Linked DNA regions of Mus musculus: all the other regions are linked to region 1. A link is a contact called in public capture Hi-C and promoter capture Hi-C data. All regions are on one chromosome and are shown on one strand. Each heading gives the region's core, a stretch centred on a gene start, on an enhancer-like site or on the middle of the called end of the contact. The rest is flanking DNA. Distances are from core to core; before and after follow the strand shown. Region 1 holds the start of Fbxw8 (F-box and WD-40 domain protein 8). Region 2 holds the start of Tbx5 (T-box 5). Region 3 holds the start of Rbm19 (RNA binding motif protein 19).

Region 1 (2,770 bases), core at 166-2,665:
CAGTTTAAAATACATCGGTGGAAATATCAAGTAGGGGTGGGGACTCGCTGTTGTAGGTACTACCTGGTGACATTCTGAAGTTTTGGGTTGGTGGAAGATAGGAGTCGATGAGGCTAATATAGCAAACGGTTTCTCCTGACAGTCACAAGGGGGCTAGGTTTGACAGTCACAGGGGGGCTAGGTTTGACTGACAGTCACAGGGGAGCTAGGTTTGACACAGAGGCAGGAACAGAATGATTAATAGGGGGCGCTAATGATAGCCCAAGACAAACCATTATTACACTCTAGACTTGCAACATTCCAACCTTCCCACAGTGGCTGCAGTTCTGATGAGCTAAGCAGCCTTGTGGAAGACTCAACGGGAGGTGGGGGTTCCTTCCAGAACATTCCTTCACAGATCCTTTCCTACGGTACCGACTTTGGACCTGTAGTCCTGGAAATCTCTGCTGATTTTCCATAGCTGTTTCCCCGCCCCCCTCCCCACCCCCTGTTTATCAGCTAGTAGCTTAAATGGCATTTCCTCAGAGAGGTCTTCATGACAGCTCTTTTTTTGTTTTTGTTTTTGTTTTTGTTTTTGTTTTGTTTTGTTTTGTTTTTGTTTTTCGAGACAGCGTTTCTCTGTGTAGCCCTGGCTGTCCTGGAACTCACTCCATAGACCAGGCTGGCCTCGAACTCAGAAATCCACCTGCCTCTGCCTCCCGAGTGCTGGGATTAAAGGCGTGCGCCACCACGCCTGGCTTCATGGTGGCCACTAATTGGCTCCTCCCTCTGTCCATCACTTTGTTATCTGACCCGATTTCTTATTTTTCTATATAACCTTTCCTGCGGATTCAGACATTCACATTAAAAAGATCTTTACTGGGAGGCAGAGGTGGGCGGATTTCTGAGTTCGAGGCCAGCCTGGTCTACAGAGTGAGTTCCAGGACAGCCAGGGCTACACAGAGAAACCCTGTCTCGAACCCCCCCCCCCCCCAAAAAAATCTTTACCTCTGTTTTATTGGAATGTTAGTTTTAAGAAGGCAGAGATGGTTAATTGGGTGTGGTGTGTGTAGATCTGAAGGGTAACATCAGGTTGGGCTGGCTCCGCAGAAAAGAATGCTTGCTGCGAAGCCTGGTGACTTGAGAGTTCGATCCCTGAGACCCACTTGGTGGAAGGCAAGAACTGAATCCTCCAATTTGTTCTGTGACCTACACACACACACACACACACACACACGCACGCACTAAATAAATAAATAAATGCAATAAAAACCGCTACATTAAAAAACGCGACCTTTTGCAATATGTATATAGCAGCCATTTAAAGCATGGCTTGCTTGGTACAAAGGTGCCAAAAACAAGGGATGTCGAAGCAGAGGGGCGTGGCTGCCCGGAACCTACAAGACGCGCTCCCGGAAGTCTCCAGGCCGACTACGGACACTTCCGGCGGATGGACAGTCCGTCCCCATTCTGGCAGCCCCTGGGTGCCGCGTCGGCCTGGGCGCGTCAAGCATGGACGACCACAACCTGGAGGAGTTCCGCCGGCACTGGCAGGAGGAGTTGGCGCAGTCACAGGCGCTGAGGCGACGGCGGCGGCTCGAGGCTGGGGAGCGGCGGTCGCCGCGAAGGCCCGAGGCGGGAGCGCGAGGCGAGCCGGCCTCGGGCTACCTGGGGCTGGCGCAGGGGCTGCTGGAGGGCGCGGGCCGACCCCCGGCGCCCAGGCCTGGCCGGGGAGGCGACAGGAAGGATACGTCCAGCCGATCGCGCTCACCCCCAGACCGCGACGCCACGGAGCCCGAGCCGCTGGTGGATCAGCTCATCCGCGACTTGGTGAGTGGCCGGGGACAAGATGTCTCTCCCTGTGGGCCCACCATCTATGGTGGGGAAAGTCGCGGACGCGGGCACAGCGGGAACCCTGAACACCCAGATGTCCCTGGAACGAGTGGTTCTCCTTCAGCAGCTTTGCCTGTAAACATCTTGAGGTGTTGACAGTAGGTGTGTGCGCATTCTTGGGTTTGTAAGAAGGTTGAGGAATGTTCGCAAACATCCAGGACACCCTTCCCCCCCCCCCCCCCCCGGCTAAAAAGAATCCGCCCATAAAGGACTACGTGTGAGTTGGAGAAATACTATTCTAGAAACGTCCCAAACCATGGAAGAAAGGTTGACTTCGGAGAGGAAGGTCAAGAAAAAGCAGAGGACGGAATTAATGTTCTTTTTTTTTTCTCTGTATTTTTTTATTTTCCTAACGTAACGTGTTATCTAAATTAAAAAAATAAACCATAAATCAGAAGAAACGAAAGGACTACGGCGAAGAAGAAACCTTTGGTCAGTATTTTTAGGAGGCTCTTAGCCTTTGGAGGGCATGTGTCCCTCGGAGAATCAGGAACCTCTTTCTCCGGCCTCATTGACCAAGTCGGGAGAATCAAATCAAGACCCCTCCTGACAAGATCCATGGCTCCCAGGTTAAGAGTTAGGTCAGAAGAGAAGGCTTTAATGGTTTCACTCAAACCAGGTTCAAAGAAAATTTCTACAGCCCAGTGGGGGGGATACTTGTCTGTAAGTGAAAGTTGTTTAGAGAAATGATGGGAAAGGGCTGGAGAGATGGCTCAGTAGCTAAGAGCGCAACAGGCTTTTCAGGAGTTGGGTTTCTAGTACCCGTGCCAGGTGGCTTACGACCTCTTGTAACTGTAGTTTAGGATATTTAATGGGTCTGGCTTCCATGGGCACTTGCACACACAATTACTCTCCCTGCAGACACGTAATTTTTAAAAAATGGTTAATTTTATGCAAT
Region 2 (2,700 bases), core at 154-2,653, 1.7 Mb before region 1:
TTGAGCTTCAACGGGGCTGGCTAACTCAAACTGCCAGCCTGGCTCCCAGTCGGACAGCCTAAAATCAGTCCCAGATAAATTCTGGGCTGCAGACATTCAGTGGACTGCTAGGGAAGGAGGTACATTGGTAGGGCAGCCCCGAGTGTTCAACAGAAGAAGATGAAGCAAGCAGTTGAAATTCTTAGTTCAACCCCCTTCCTCAAGGGAGGATTTCTACCACTGCCTCTACCTCAAAACACCAGCAGACCTCAAGTAAGAGATGGCTTCCCACAGTTTTAGCAGCTTCTTAGGCAAAGAAGCCTGCATACCAGCCTGGTTTGAAGCGGCCTGAGACCTAAACCGCCACAGATCGTTTCTGAGGCCCAATTCTTTCTTCCTCTGGCCTTAGGAGCTTGGGGAAAACTGCCATGGGATCCCCCATGATCTTCTCATAACAAAGAAAAACAGGGCTGGAGCCCCACATACGCTCTCCCATTCGCGGCCAGCCATAGGGAGAAACCCTCCGGAACCCTTGCCAGGATCCAGGGAAGCTTAGAGGCCGGCGGAGACGAGCAAGATGTGGTTTGACAGAACCAGGCCGTGTGCCTTGCAAGCCTCAACGCTGCTCCCCGAGTCGCGGCAGCCTCCCGGCGGCTCCCTCTTGCCTTGAAAGGCTCGGGTAAAATCTCTGCAAGCCAGACTCTGCAGAATGCAAGACAGGGCTGGAGTCCGCCATTCTCTGTTTCCCCAGCCGACTGTGGCTGCCTGCTCCCGCCCAAGCCTCCCCGGCCATATGGTAGTACGGTTACCTCGCTCTGTACAGGGGGATGCATTCGCCACCGCCCCTCTTCCTCTTAGCAGGAAAGCCGGAGGCCAGGTGGGGGTGCAGGCATGGTGTCTCTGGAGTTTGTGCTGGGGATTGCTTGCCCAAGCTAGCTGCTACTGTTGCTACAAAGAAGTACCCACCACTAGAGCCTCCCAGCGACTGCCCACCTCCAGCACACACCTCCTCCACTGCTCGCTGGCTGTTCGCTAGCCCCAAATACTTTTAAGTTGTCGGGCTCCAGAACGGCTTAGAGGAACAGAAGACTAAATAGCAGATCTGGGAGCATCCCTAAACCCTACGATCTCAGTGTCCTGCTCTGCTCTTGCACCCCCAGAGAAGAAAAACTGGGAGACTTGAGAGAGACTTGGGAATCAGCCAGCTGTTTTCAGAGAGATGCTTTCAGGGGTTAAAGTTCCAGAATTTGAAGTATGACTTTCTCTCTCTCTCTCTCTCTCTCTCTCTCTCTCTCTCTCTCTCTCTCTCTGACAAACTAACTCAGCTGGGGTGCTCACAAAGTATAGAAAATGCTTCTCTAACTGGCTCCCTCTTCTCTCTCTCTCTCTCTCTCTCTCTCTCTCTCTCTCTGTGTGTGTGTGTGTGTGTGTGTGTGTGTGTGTGTGTGTGTGTGTGTGTGTCCTCTCCTCCCCTCCCTCCCTCCTCCCACCACCTTTCCCACTTTCTCACTAGATATACCCCAAACTCTTGAACCACTATAGGACCTGCTGATTCCCCACCCCCACTCCCTTTCCACTTCCCATCCTCTTTACCCTCCTTCCATCTCTGTTGACTGCTCTGAGCCAGTGGTTGCAGGGAGGAAAGAAAAAAAGAGAAGGAAGAGGAAGGAAGGAAGGAAGGAAGGAAGGAAGGAAGGAAGGAAAGAAGGAAGGCAGGCAGGCAAGCTACAGTAATCAAGGCAGAACTCTGGGAGCCCAGCAATTTCAATGGCCCAGCCCTGCAGAGAACCAAGACTGGATGCATTAGGCGTGTGCACACACCCATGGGCCTCTGCAGCCTCACCCGATTTCTGTCTCCAATGCTGACCTCAGACAGAGAGTGGTGTGACCCTGCCTGGCCCCTTGCAGAGCCAGGACTAGCTGCCTTGACATCTCTCCTCCACTTCAGACTCATTGTCCCCCACCCTACCCCACTCCAAGCTCTCTAGGACTTGGGGGAGAAGGTGCCTTAGGATGGGGGAACCAAGATCAAAGATGCCAAGAAATTGTTGTGTGTGCCCCCTCCTCAAGACACACACTGGAGTGTACACAGAGCAGTGCCCAGTTTTATTAAAATAATCAGTCACTGAGGGCTGGCTGGGGGTTTCAGCTGCCAGCACTCCTTGGCCTGCCCTTAGCCTCTCTGAAGTCTGCAGTTCAGAGGGTGAATAAAAGCAGCCCACAGCAGAGGCACTGGAAGTAGCTCTTGCTGTAAGCAGAACCAGGCCGGGACAAGCACAGAATGTTGCTTGAAACAAATGCCCCAAATCACATTCTGTTTCCCTCTTCAGCTTCCTTGTATTCTCTAAGTACAGGGAGTCTTTTCTGGGACTCTAATTAGAAACTACATCCTTAGAGCCAAGGACTGGAGAGAGAGAGAGAGAGAGAGAGAGAGAGAGAGAGAGAGAGAGAGAGAGAGAGAGAGAGAGCCCATAGGACTCCGGCAACATTGTAGCCTCTGTGGCTGCAAAATTTGCAGGCTGCCCTTGCAAAAACTTCAGTGGACTTTGCAGTTGTAAGCGTGGGGGCAGCTAGGGGCAACCCCACTCTCTAGTTTCCAGGTCTGTTTTCACACAGACCCTGGCCAAGGCCAGCTATTTATTTGTGCAAACACCTTCGTCACGCGCTTCTAAAAAGTCAGCTAGAAAGCCTTTGGGGTTGAACAGAGAGGCAACCTCAACC
Region 3 (2,700 bases), core at 131-2,630, 2.0 Mb before region 1:
TGGTGGGGAGGCAGAAGCAGGTGTTCAAGGTCAGCCAGGGCTACAGATTTAAGAGTCTGTTTTTTTAAAAAAGCATCCCCCAAAACAACAAACAAAATCCCAAATAGGGGAGATCATCTTGGGTCTCCCTTTTGGGGGGGATGCATATGATATCCCACATACCAGATATTTACGTTATATTCATAATGAGAAAATTACAGTTATGCAGTAGCAACAAAATAACTTCATGACTAGGGGGTCACAACAGGAGGAACTGTATTAAAGGGGGGCACAGCATTTGGAAGGTTGAGGACTGCTGTTCTGGGGGGCACATGGTCCCAACAACAACAAAACAAATTTAATTAATTTATTTATTTTTAGCCACATCATCTTGCTATGTAACCCAGGCTGGCCTTGAACTCGCCACCCTCTGCCTATGGAAAGCTGACAACAGGTGTATGCACCACCACACTTGGCTTTGAAGTCTAATCTTGCTCTGTGATGGTGAACCAGTAAGCATTCTCTAGTCTGTTCCCTGTTGTGACACACATCAAGGATACAAAGCAATTTGGGGGGCGTGGGCTGGAGAGATGGCTCAGCAGTTAAGAGCACTGACTGCTCTTCCAAAGGTCTTGACTTCAAATCCCAGCAACCACATGGTGGCTCACAACCATCTGTAATGGGATCTGACGCCCTCTTCTGGTGTGTCTGAAGACAGCTACAGTGTACTTACACATAATAAAAAAATAAATCTTTTAAAAACAAACAAAAAAACCAAAGCAATTTGGGGAGGAAGACCATTGATTTGGCTTATGGGTCTCCATCACAGTCCGCCATCCAGGGAAGTCGAGGCAAGAACCGACGCAGACTTACTTGCCCCGCCAACATCTGTACACAGCCCAGGGACACTTGCCGAGGCGTGACAGCACCCACAGGGGGCTGGAACCTCCCACACCCATCACTCCTCAGAGCACCACAGGCTGGTCCACAGGCATATGGACGCAATAACATCCAATGAAGTTCCCTCTCCGTAAGTGACTCCGGTCTGGGTCAAACTGACCCAAACTGCCCAGCACAACATGGAAGGATCCTCAGAATGCTCGGAAGCCACTTTGCGGCTTGCTGAGCCCTCAGGACAGGGTGCCGCCTCCTTGGATTCCGGACCTCCCCAGTCCTGTCCCTGACTTAGAACCCCTCCATCCTTCACCCTCCATTCCCGGACCTCTGCTTCCACTTCCGGGCCCCATCCCCGGCTCCCGCTCACCCCATTCGGGAGGTTCTTCACGATCAGACGCGACATGGCTCTCAGGTTCCCTTCGCTTTTCAGACTCACGACCCCGGCGACAGCGACTTCCCACAACTTTCACGCCGCCACACTGGGCGCCGCCATTTTTAGCGAGTCACGTGGCCCCCGCCGCGTTCCATCCGGAAGTGGGTGTGGCCTCACGGGAGACTCTCTCCGGGGAAAGTCCCACCCACAAGGCGGGGTTGGCGGGGACGGGGGAAAGGCCCGAGCGCTCGCGTTTTCTCCGCCAGGTCTTGGGGCCTCTAAATCCCCGCAAGGAAGGCAGGAGGCGCTGATGTCCAACCCCCTCGGGATGACAGGCTTCTGGGAAAGAGCAGAGAGCCTAGAAAAAAAAAATTGTTTTAAAGGTAAAGGCAAGCGGATCTCCGAGTTCCAGGATAGCTAGGGCTGCACAGAGAACCCCCGTTACAAAAATAAAATTATAAAGGTTTATTTATTGTGTAAAGGCGTTGAACTCAGAAACCCTCCCGCCTCTGCCTCCCAAGTGCTGAGATTAAAGGTGTGCGCCACCACTGCTCAAATAGATTTTCTTCTTCTAAAAGACATTTTGCTCCATCTCCCCATATCCTTTCTTGTTACTGTTGGCAGCTTTATTGAGATACAGTCCAGGTGCCACACAATTTGCCCACTTAAAGTGGACAACTCCAGTTGGCAAGATGGCTCGTCAGATAAAGGCACTTGTGGGCAAGCCTGACAGCCTGAGATTTCCCTCCCCCCAACCCCCCAACCTTGGTTCTTCGTAGTGGGAGGAGAGAACCAATCTTAGAACATTTTTTATTGAAAAAAAAAAATGCAGCTAGGCAGTGATGGCGCTCGCCTTTAATCCCAGCGCTCAGGAGACAGAGGCAGGCAGATCTCTGAGTTAAGGCCAGTCTGGTCTACAGAGCTAGTTCCAGGACAGCCAAGGCTAAACCATTTTTTTCAGATAATTTATATAGATATTTTTAAAGATTTATTTATTATTATATGTAAGTACACTGTAGCTGTCTTCAGACACACCAGAAGAGGGAGTCAGATCTTGTTACGGATGGTTGTGAGCCACCATGTGGTTGCTAGGATTTGAACTCTGGACCTTCGGAAGAGCAGTCGGGTGCTCATACCCACTGAGCCATCTCACCAGCCCCCAGATAATATATTTTGATCATGGCTTCCCCGTCCCACCAGCTCCTTCCTGCCTCCCCACCAACCCAGCCCCCAGTCCTTTTGTTCTCTTTAGAAAGAAAACAGGCAAACAAAACAAACAAAAATGAAGGAGAAGGAGAAGAAGAGAATGAAAGAGAGACCACAAGAAACACCCCACACAGTCAGAAACCATTATATACAAGCAAAAGACCAGTCACCAACTTCCCGCCTTCTAGGAACCTAGAATCTATCTGGCATCTCTATGGATGTGTTACTTTCTTGGCTGATTTTTC

What was found. Promoter capture Hi-C pulls out the DNA fragments that hold promoters and counts their contacts. Capture Hi-C pulls out chosen DNA fragments and counts their contacts.
Region 2: a promoter capture Hi-C map of embryonic stem cells shows a contact between it and region 1. The contact joins the promoter of Tbx5 here to the promoter of Fbxw8 in region 1. A contact is called at or near these places in 3 of 39 promoter capture datasets (cranial neural crest, embryonic stem cells and maxillary cranial neural crest), 1 of 484 Hi-C or Micro-C datasets (embryonic stem cells) and 1 of 115 datasets of contacts at active chromatin or transcription factors (embryonic forebrain).
Region 3: a contact with region 1 is called in a capture Hi-C map of embryonic stem cells, with 8 times the contacts expected there. The contact joins the promoter of Rbm19 here to the promoter of Fbxw8 in region 1. A contact is called at or near these places in 6 of 39 promoter capture datasets (the 3T3-L1 cell line, embryonic stem cells, liver and 2 more), 2 of 484 Hi-C or Micro-C datasets (both in B cells) and 2 of 9 other capture datasets (adipose tissue and embryonic stem cells).

Annotation. Positions count from the first base shown.
Region 1 is chr5:118,154,103-118,156,872 of GRCm38.p6, reverse strand. It overlaps Fbxw8 (F-box and WD-40 domain protein 8), which reads left to right and starts at 1,415. Exons shown (of 11, transcript NM_172721.2): 1 at 1,415-1,809. The coding sequence starts at 1,492.
Region 2 is chr5:119,833,366-119,836,065 of GRCm38.p6, reverse strand. It overlaps Tbx5 (T-box 5), which reads right to left and starts at 1,403. Exons shown (of 9, transcript NM_011537.3): 1 at 789-1,403.
Region 3 is chr5:120,115,193-120,117,892 of GRCm38.p6, reverse strand. Rbm19 (RNA binding motif protein 19) reads right to left here and starts at 1,380. Exons shown (of 24, transcript NM_028762.1): 1 at 1,244-1,380. The coding sequence starts at 1,279.